Linked DNA regions of Mus musculus: region 2 is linked to region 1. The links are chromatin contacts, called in public Hi-C maps. All regions are on one chromosome and are shown on one strand. The core of a region is the stretch at or near the end of the contact, and the rest is flanking DNA. Distances in the headings are between cores, read along the strand shown.

Region 1 (3,889 bases), core at 974-3,473:
TGAGATCCAACCATACTGGTGAGTATTACAATAGTGAATATTACCTGATGGCAAGACTTCTCTTCTCCCTTCGAGGGATATCTGTGATATCTGAATATGCTTTTGTTTTTCACCGGGAGTATTAATATGTATCATGTGTCCAAGAAACATTTGTTGAACAAGTAAGAAGTATGTCATTTAATATATGGAATGGACTAACATCTTGCTTGCCTTCAATTTCATCATCAAACCTTGATTTTTTTCTTCGTATTATTTTTTTTTTCTAATACCATGGCTAAGTTGATTATCTCTGGTCTCTTGTACAAAATTAAAAACTTTGAAATTCAGGCCCATGTAGTACTTGAGTCCTTCCATTTGGTGAAACTGTGAGGGGCTAGCCTGGCCTAGCTGGATTGCCAGATCCAGCCAGAGGCTGTGGGCTGAGATCTGGGAAAGGAGCCACACAAGCGTGCCAGTAAGAGTCCCCAGCTGGAAGCACTCACAATCCTTCATCCCTGTGTTGCATGCAGTTCACATTGAGAAGGCTCAGGCTCAGACTGCAGGGCAGTGGCACAGCTGTGAGGTTCTGGGTTACCCAGGAATTTCTTAGCAAAGGTGCTTCTAGACCTTTCTTCATCTTAGCGTTGTGCTCTGGGTCCCACTTGCCAATCAGCTTAGGAAAGAATTCTTCCAAGAGCCGCCCAGGCCTTTCGTGTTTGCTCTGTCTAGGCAGAGGAGGCAGTGATGCAACCTGGGTTTCTCAGAGGAAAAATGTGAGTCGGGAGGCCACTGTCTTGCAGCTATTGGAGGAGAAGAGCTGTTCTACCTCAGGGAAGTAGGTGGTACTGTCCAGCACAGCCTGAACCACTTGAGTACACAGTGGCACACGTGATGCTGCCGGAGTGGGAGGAAGGGCACCACAGCATCCAGCAGGTGCTCCTCCATGATGCCAGACCGCCAGAAGCCATGCTGAGGGTTATCCATCACAGCTCGGGAGATTACTGGCTCCACCTCCTGTAGGCTGATATCTTCCCTGTCCCCGAGGCTGCGCCAGGCCTCCAGGGCCACCTGGTTGATTTGCTCACCGCCAGAACTGCTGATAAATATGAAGATGGTTTGGCGATAGTTGGTCCCATACACAACCCAAGAAGGGCCCAGGAAGAGCAGCGCAGCAAAGCCACTTCCCAGGCCGCCCGAACAGCCGGAGGATCGAGCCCCAGGGCTGGCAGCTGTGCCTCACCACCACCATCTGGTTGAGGCCCAGTTTCGGTCAGAGGCTGCCCACCGCCCTTCATATTATTTTTAACATTTCTTTCTTTTCTCAGACTCTGAAAATATTTGCATTAGTTCCCTGATTTTTCTACTCATATCTGTGTTTTCAACCTTTACAACGATTTGATTTTCCTGTTGCCATGTTATTCCTTTTCGTTTTCTATATTTTTATACATTATTTTATTTATTTACATTACGAATGGCATCCCCCTTCCCTGTTTCCCCTCTTCAAACCCCCTATCCCATCCTCCCTCCACCCTGCTTCCAGGAGGGAGCTCCCCCACCAACCCACCCACCCACTTTTCTAACTTTCTGAAGATGCTCTAATAATTTTCTTACAACTAGGATTTTACTATTACCCGAAATGAAACTTGAATACTATCAGAACACTAAAATCCAGTTTAATGCTTTATCATACTTTTAATAATTAGAATTTTACAGTTTGTTTTAACTATGATGTTTTACAAAGCAGTTGCTTTAAGTAGTAGTTGAGAAGGTCACCACCAATACACATTTTCTAGTAACTAACTCTGTTTGGATCTTTGAATACACTTCTCATACTCTATCAGGGGCATCAGGTACCCGATCCTATCCTTTCTGGGTCTATTACTTTAGGGATTAGGGGAAGGATATTGTTTCATATTTGCTGGTTGTCAAGATAAATTTTTCTTCAATGGCTTGACAAAAAAAATAAATAAATAAAAAGAGGAGGAAACTACATTTTTAAGACCCTGAACCCATTATTCACATTCACCACAAAACTCTGTTACAGAAAATATCTGGAGGATAAAAACAAATTGCTGGTCACACCAGTGAGTGGAAACTGTTGCTCTGGAAAGAAAAGAGTGGAAAAATGAGATGTTTGAGTCACACATTTTGGCTTCCCTCTGACTCTTAGAAGCTAGACAGCCTATTTTCACTTGCATCTGTGTTACTGTCTTTTCTCCATCATGGCCTTGGAATGAACTACTCCAGCAAGGCAGCTTGAAACAAAAACATACATATACATTGGCAGGAGTCTTCAGGCTCTTTTTAGAATCCTGGCTTTTAAGTCAGCTTGGCTCCTGGCCAAAGTTAAAAGAAAAAAGATCAACAGTTAAACAGCTGGTACCAATTATCCTGACTGCAGTGGGTGTACACGCTCAAGTGTCAGAGGAGCAAGCGGAGCCTATGACATAATGGGCTAGTTATTTCAGAACTGGACTGTGGTACTTAGCTCCGCTTGCCAGTTGGCATCTCTTTAAGAAATCTTCAGAGTTATTGCACCCAAACTCTTGTAATCAACAATCACTACTATATTAGTGTGTTTGTGATCCACAGAAATCATCATGAAACTGTGCATTAACTCCACTTGAATTTGTTAGTGGTAAAAAAAATGCCTTAGAAAAAATTAGATAGATAAGTGGTTTCTATAAATACTTGTTTGATAAGCAGTTTGCTTGGACACTAGCACAGAGCTATGTGGCTTGAAATTTGAAATGCACTGTGTTAATTAACAAAACAAAAAACGTATTATTTGAAATGTTTCAACCTGGCAATTTACTTACAATGTATTTTCTCTCAAGTTCATTTATAGAAACAATGAGAAAACTAGAGAGATGCTCAATCCACTTAAAATATACTAAATTTTTGTAATGTATTTTTATATTTAAACTTGATTTTATAATCTATCCTTTTTTAGGAGCTACGTGAAGTTACTTTTCTGTAGAACCAGAAGGAAACTCTTGGCCCTATTGACCAGAAAGAATTTGGAAGAGACAAAAACTCTAGTTGATAAGTTTTCTCCGTGGGAACTACATGTCTAAATTTGGCAAGGTTTACTGGTTTTAATATGTTCCACTCTGAAATAGAAACTCTCTTAAGTTTACTTTAGGAAAAAAATAAATAAATCCATTGCTCTCAATCAGGATGAGCATCTCACAAATCACAAAGAGGATTTTGTAACTAGGCAACCAGGGTCAGGGAGACAGTAAGCAGGGCCTGCTGAACACACAGCAGGCAGAGAGTGAGTCTGAGCTGGGAGGCACAAATTGAACATAGGATTTTGAAGCACTCCTTTTAAAAACACATCATTCCGTAATACCTTGCAGGTGTGTACCATGAAAAGCAGCTGCTCTAAACTCATGCTTTGAAGAAAAAATATTTTATTCAGAATATTCTCCAGAATAAATGTATCCTGATTAGCCAAAGAAAACTGGAAAACAAAACCTTCGGGTCTTTTTGTTACTCATGCCATCTCAGTTGAGTGTTAAGTGGACATTTGCCTCTGCTAGACAAAGATATAATCTATGCTTGCAAAGAAAAGGGGCAATTGACTAACTCCTATACCAAAGCCAATTAAAATAGTTGAAAGATTTTCATATGATCTTTTCACGTAACTGAGATCAATATTTCTTTTTTTTTTTCCATTTTTTATTAGGTATTTAACTCATTTACATTTCCAATGCAATACCAAAAGTCCCCCATATCCACCCACCCCCACTCCCCTGCCCACCCACTCCCCCTTTTTGGCCCTGGTGTTCCCCTGTACTGGGGCATATAAAGTTTGCAAGTCCAATGGGCCTCTCTTTCCAGTGATGGCCGACTAGGCCATCTTTTGATATATATGCAGCTAGAGTCAAGAGCTCCGGGGTACTGG
Region 2 (3,752 bases), core at 739-3,238, 460 kb before region 1:
GATATTGGCGTACCAAGAAGTCATTCATTATGAGAACATGTATTGCATTTCTTGTTTAAATGTATAAAACATTATTATAAATGATTAAACCCTAAACATGTTTTCTTCAAAAATTCTTGCTATATATTGTGAATTAAGCACTTGGATAAGGTATGTTTCTAATGTGGCCATGTATTCTATACATTAATATGTATATAAACTTTCATTTTCTGGAAAACTATCATTTTAAAGCACATTTTAAAGTTAAAATACTAAGTTTTGGAGAAGTTAATATCATGCTTAGGTTTTGTTGTTTGTTTTCCTGTAGGAAGAATTGATCCTAATATACACTATTTAAGTGCTCAACCACTGAGCTATATAGAACTCCAGCTCTTATATTTATTTTGAGGCAGGACCTTATTAGAACAGTCATGCCGGACTTGAATTTATTCTATATCTCAGTCAGGCTATGAACCTGGGATTCTCTTTCTCAGGTCCCTGAGTGTCTAGGATTATAGGCTTGTGCCCTCAGGCTTGGCTAAGAGTAGCCCCTATTTAGAGAAGAACTTACGTGCAAACTGGAAGTAGACTTTGATTGGGTGTAACTGATGTGGTTCATTGAAGACAGGATTATCTTCTCTCTCTTTGGTCATGGCAGCTGTAGGCAGTGTAGCTGCCCATGACTTCGACAAATAAACCAACTTTACATTTACCAAGTCGTTTGCTGATAGTCTGCTTGGCATAGTCATGTGCTTGGAAACAAATACTACCAGATGTTTTTCTTAAAACTACAGATGGACAGAATTCATTTTAAAGAAACTTTTAGCCATATATTGAAATCTGAAAAATGGTAAATATGAGACTTATTTTTTATTGATAAAGAATATTTTCTTATAGAGAAAGTATGTAATTGACCCCAGTAATTAGACTATTACAAAAGTGTTTTCTTTTTAGTTAACCAACAGGTCACACTCTAGAGTAAGTATAATAAGGTATTGAAGTATTACAAAACTGGATTAAAAAGAAGAAGAGTCATGGATTGAGATTTAGAAATATTTAAATTTTTTCTTTCGTTTTTCTTTTTTTTTTTTCCCCTTTCTTTTAGCCTGCATATGCATGCTGGTAAAGGATCACTTAATTACTATCATTTCAGGGATTTTTTCTTAATTTCTTTTTTTATTAGATATTTTCTTTATTTACATTTCAAATGCTATCTCCTTTCTTAGTTTCCCCTCCGAAAATCTCTTACCCCCTTCCCTTTCATCCTCCTCCCAACCCACCTACTCCCGCTTCCTGGCCCTGGCATTCCCTTATACTGGGGCATAGAGTCTTCGCAGAACCAAGGGCCTCTCCTTCCACTGATGACTGACTAACGCATCCTCTGCTACATATGCAGCTAGAGCCATGAGTTCCAGCATGTGTTTTCTTTGATTGGTGGTTTGGTCCCAGGGAATTCTCGGGGTACTGATTAGTTTATATTGTTGTTCCTCCTATGGGGCTGCAAACCCCTTCAGCTCCCTGGGTACTTTCTCTATCTCCTTCATTGTGGACCCTGTGCTTTGTCCAATGGATGGCTATGAGCATCCACTTTTGTATTTTTCAGGCACTGGCAGATTCAAACTGAAGCAACAGTAGATTGATTTTAGTAAGCTGGCACACTGGAGTGGCCATATCTAATGGGAGCAACAACAGTCATGAAGCCAGAACAGCTGCTTGACAAAGATCCAACAAAGCCGAGCCACACGATGCGTCACCATTGTATAACCTTTCACTTTTGGTCTTTCTCTCCAAGTGTTTCATGCGTAGGGAGCTTTTAATATTTGTAAAACGTGACGATATTAGACTGATGGGAAATGCATGTCTTCTCTCAGAAGTACTGCTTCTAAGCTGCCCCAAGAAAGTCCTGAGCCTGTTATCCCTCCAACTTTTACAGAGATACCCTTATCTGGCTGTACTTGAAGGTCTTCCTTGTGCCCTGGAGATTCTGACTCACATGAAAATGGGAGAGGTCTTATGAGACGCCAGCTCCAAAATACTGTCTTGGAACATCTGCTCCTGCACTTATTCAGGAACCAGACAATTAGAAGAAAGTTAACTTCAAAAGGTAAGCAGGATTTGGTGGGCTAGAGGAGTGAGCAGCAGATCAGACAACAAGCCTCTTCCTCCTGTGTGCTCAGATGATTACATGGCTTATAAAATTGGGGGCTATATATGGTATGCCCTTTGAGAAAAAGATACAGCAACAAACTTAGATTGGCTGGAGTTACCTCTGCCCCTATACAGAGGCTTACTTATACTAATGTAGAAAACCTGCCTGAGAAGATGGCCTAGTCGGCCATCATTGGGAGGAGAGACCCTTGGTCTTGTAAGATTATATGCCCCAGTTCAGGGGAATGCCAGGGCCAGGAAGCAGGAGTGGATGGGTTGAGGAGCAGGGTGGGTGGGTGGGGGCTATAGGGGACTTTCAGGATAGCATTTGAAATATAAATGAAGAAAATATCTAATAAAAAGAAAAAGGAAAAAAGAAAAAGGAAACCTGCCTGAATAAATAATAAAAGAACAAGGTATCGGGATTGCCCTTTCTTAGGAAGGCTAGCTAGCTCATACAGGACCACTGTGGTATTGTATGACCAAAGAACAAAATAATATGAAGATTAGACATAAAAATAAAACTACAAATAAATAAAATATAAATTTTGTATTATGCCAGAAATTGAATAGTAACCGCAGCAGCTTTGGCTTGAAGATTTCTCTTGGGCCTAATGACAATTGGGACTCTGATCATTAAAAGTTGATAATGTCTTATTGACAGTGTCTTTTGCCTTGCAGAAGCTTTGCAATTTTATGAGGTCCCATTTGTCAATTCTCATTCTTACAGCACAAGCCATTGCTGTTCTATTCAGGAATTTTTCCCCTGTGCCCATATCTTCGAGGCTTTTCCCCACTTTCTCCTCTATAAGTTTCAGTGTCTCTGGTTTTATGTGGAGTTCCTTGATCCACTTAGATTTGACCTTAGTACAAGGAGATAATTTGCATTCTTCTACATGATAACCTCCAGTTGTGCCAGCACCATTTGTTGAAAATGCTGTCTTTTCTCCACTGGATGGTTTTAGCTTCCTTGTCAAAGATCAAGTGACCATAGGTGTGTGGGTTCATTTCTGGGTCTTCAATTCTACTCCATTGGTCTACTTGTCTGTCTCTATACCAGTACCATGCAGTTTTTATCACAATTGCTCTGTAGTACAGCTTTAGGTCAGGCATGGTGATTCCACCAGAGGTTCTTTTATCCTTGAGAAGAGTTTTTGCTATCCTAGGTTTTTTGTTATTCCAGATGAATCTGCCGATTGCCCTTTCTAATTCATTGAAGAATTGAGTTGGAATTTTGATGGGGATTGCATTGAATCTGTAGATTGCTTTTGGCAAGATAGCCATTTTTATTATATTAATCCTGCCAATCCATGAGCCTGGGAGATCTTTCCATCTTCTGAGATCTTCTTTAATTTCTTTCTTCAGAGACTTGAAGTTCTTATCATACAGATCTTTCACTTTCTTAGTTAGAATCATGCCAAGGTATTTTATATTATTTGTGACTATTGAGAAGGGTGTTGTTTCCCTAATTTCTTTCTCAGCCTGTTTATCCTTTGTGTAGAAAAAGGCGATTGACTTGTTTGAGTTAATTTTATATCCAGCTACTTCATTGAAGCTGTTTATCAGGTTTAGGAGTTCTCTGGTGGAATTTTTAGGGTCACTTATATATATACTATCATATCATC

What was found. A called contact is a pair of places that touch in the nucleus more often than the background predicts.
Region 2: a contact with region 1 is called in a Hi-C map of muscle stem cells, with 2.5 times the contacts expected there. The contact joins two enhancer-like sites. A contact is called at or near these places in 1 of 39 promoter capture datasets (cranial neural crest), 2 of 484 Hi-C or Micro-C datasets (muscle stem cells and myocytes) and 1 of 115 datasets of contacts at active chromatin or transcription factors (fibro-adipogenic progenitors).

What each region holds. Positions count from the first base shown.
Region 1 is chr3:49,640,980-49,644,868 of GRCm38.p6, reverse strand. It overlaps the pseudogene Gm29741. Among named protein-coding and RNA genes, the nearest start is that of Gm23096, 16 kb to the left of the region's middle. Within about 2 kb of position 2,223, at least 101 of the 459 cell types and tissues checked have an H3K27ac peak or open chromatin away from gene starts, as enhancers often do. A contact at or near this core is called in muscle stem cells and myocytes, where this site is marked.
Region 2 is chr3:50,103,632-50,107,383 of GRCm38.p6, reverse strand. No RefSeq gene overlaps it. Among named protein-coding and RNA genes, the nearest start is that of Gm40042, 79 kb to the right of the region's middle. Within about 2 kb of position 1,988, at least 17 of the 459 cell types and tissues checked have an H3K27ac peak or open chromatin away from gene starts, as enhancers often do. A contact at or near this core is called in muscle stem cells and myocytes, where this site is marked.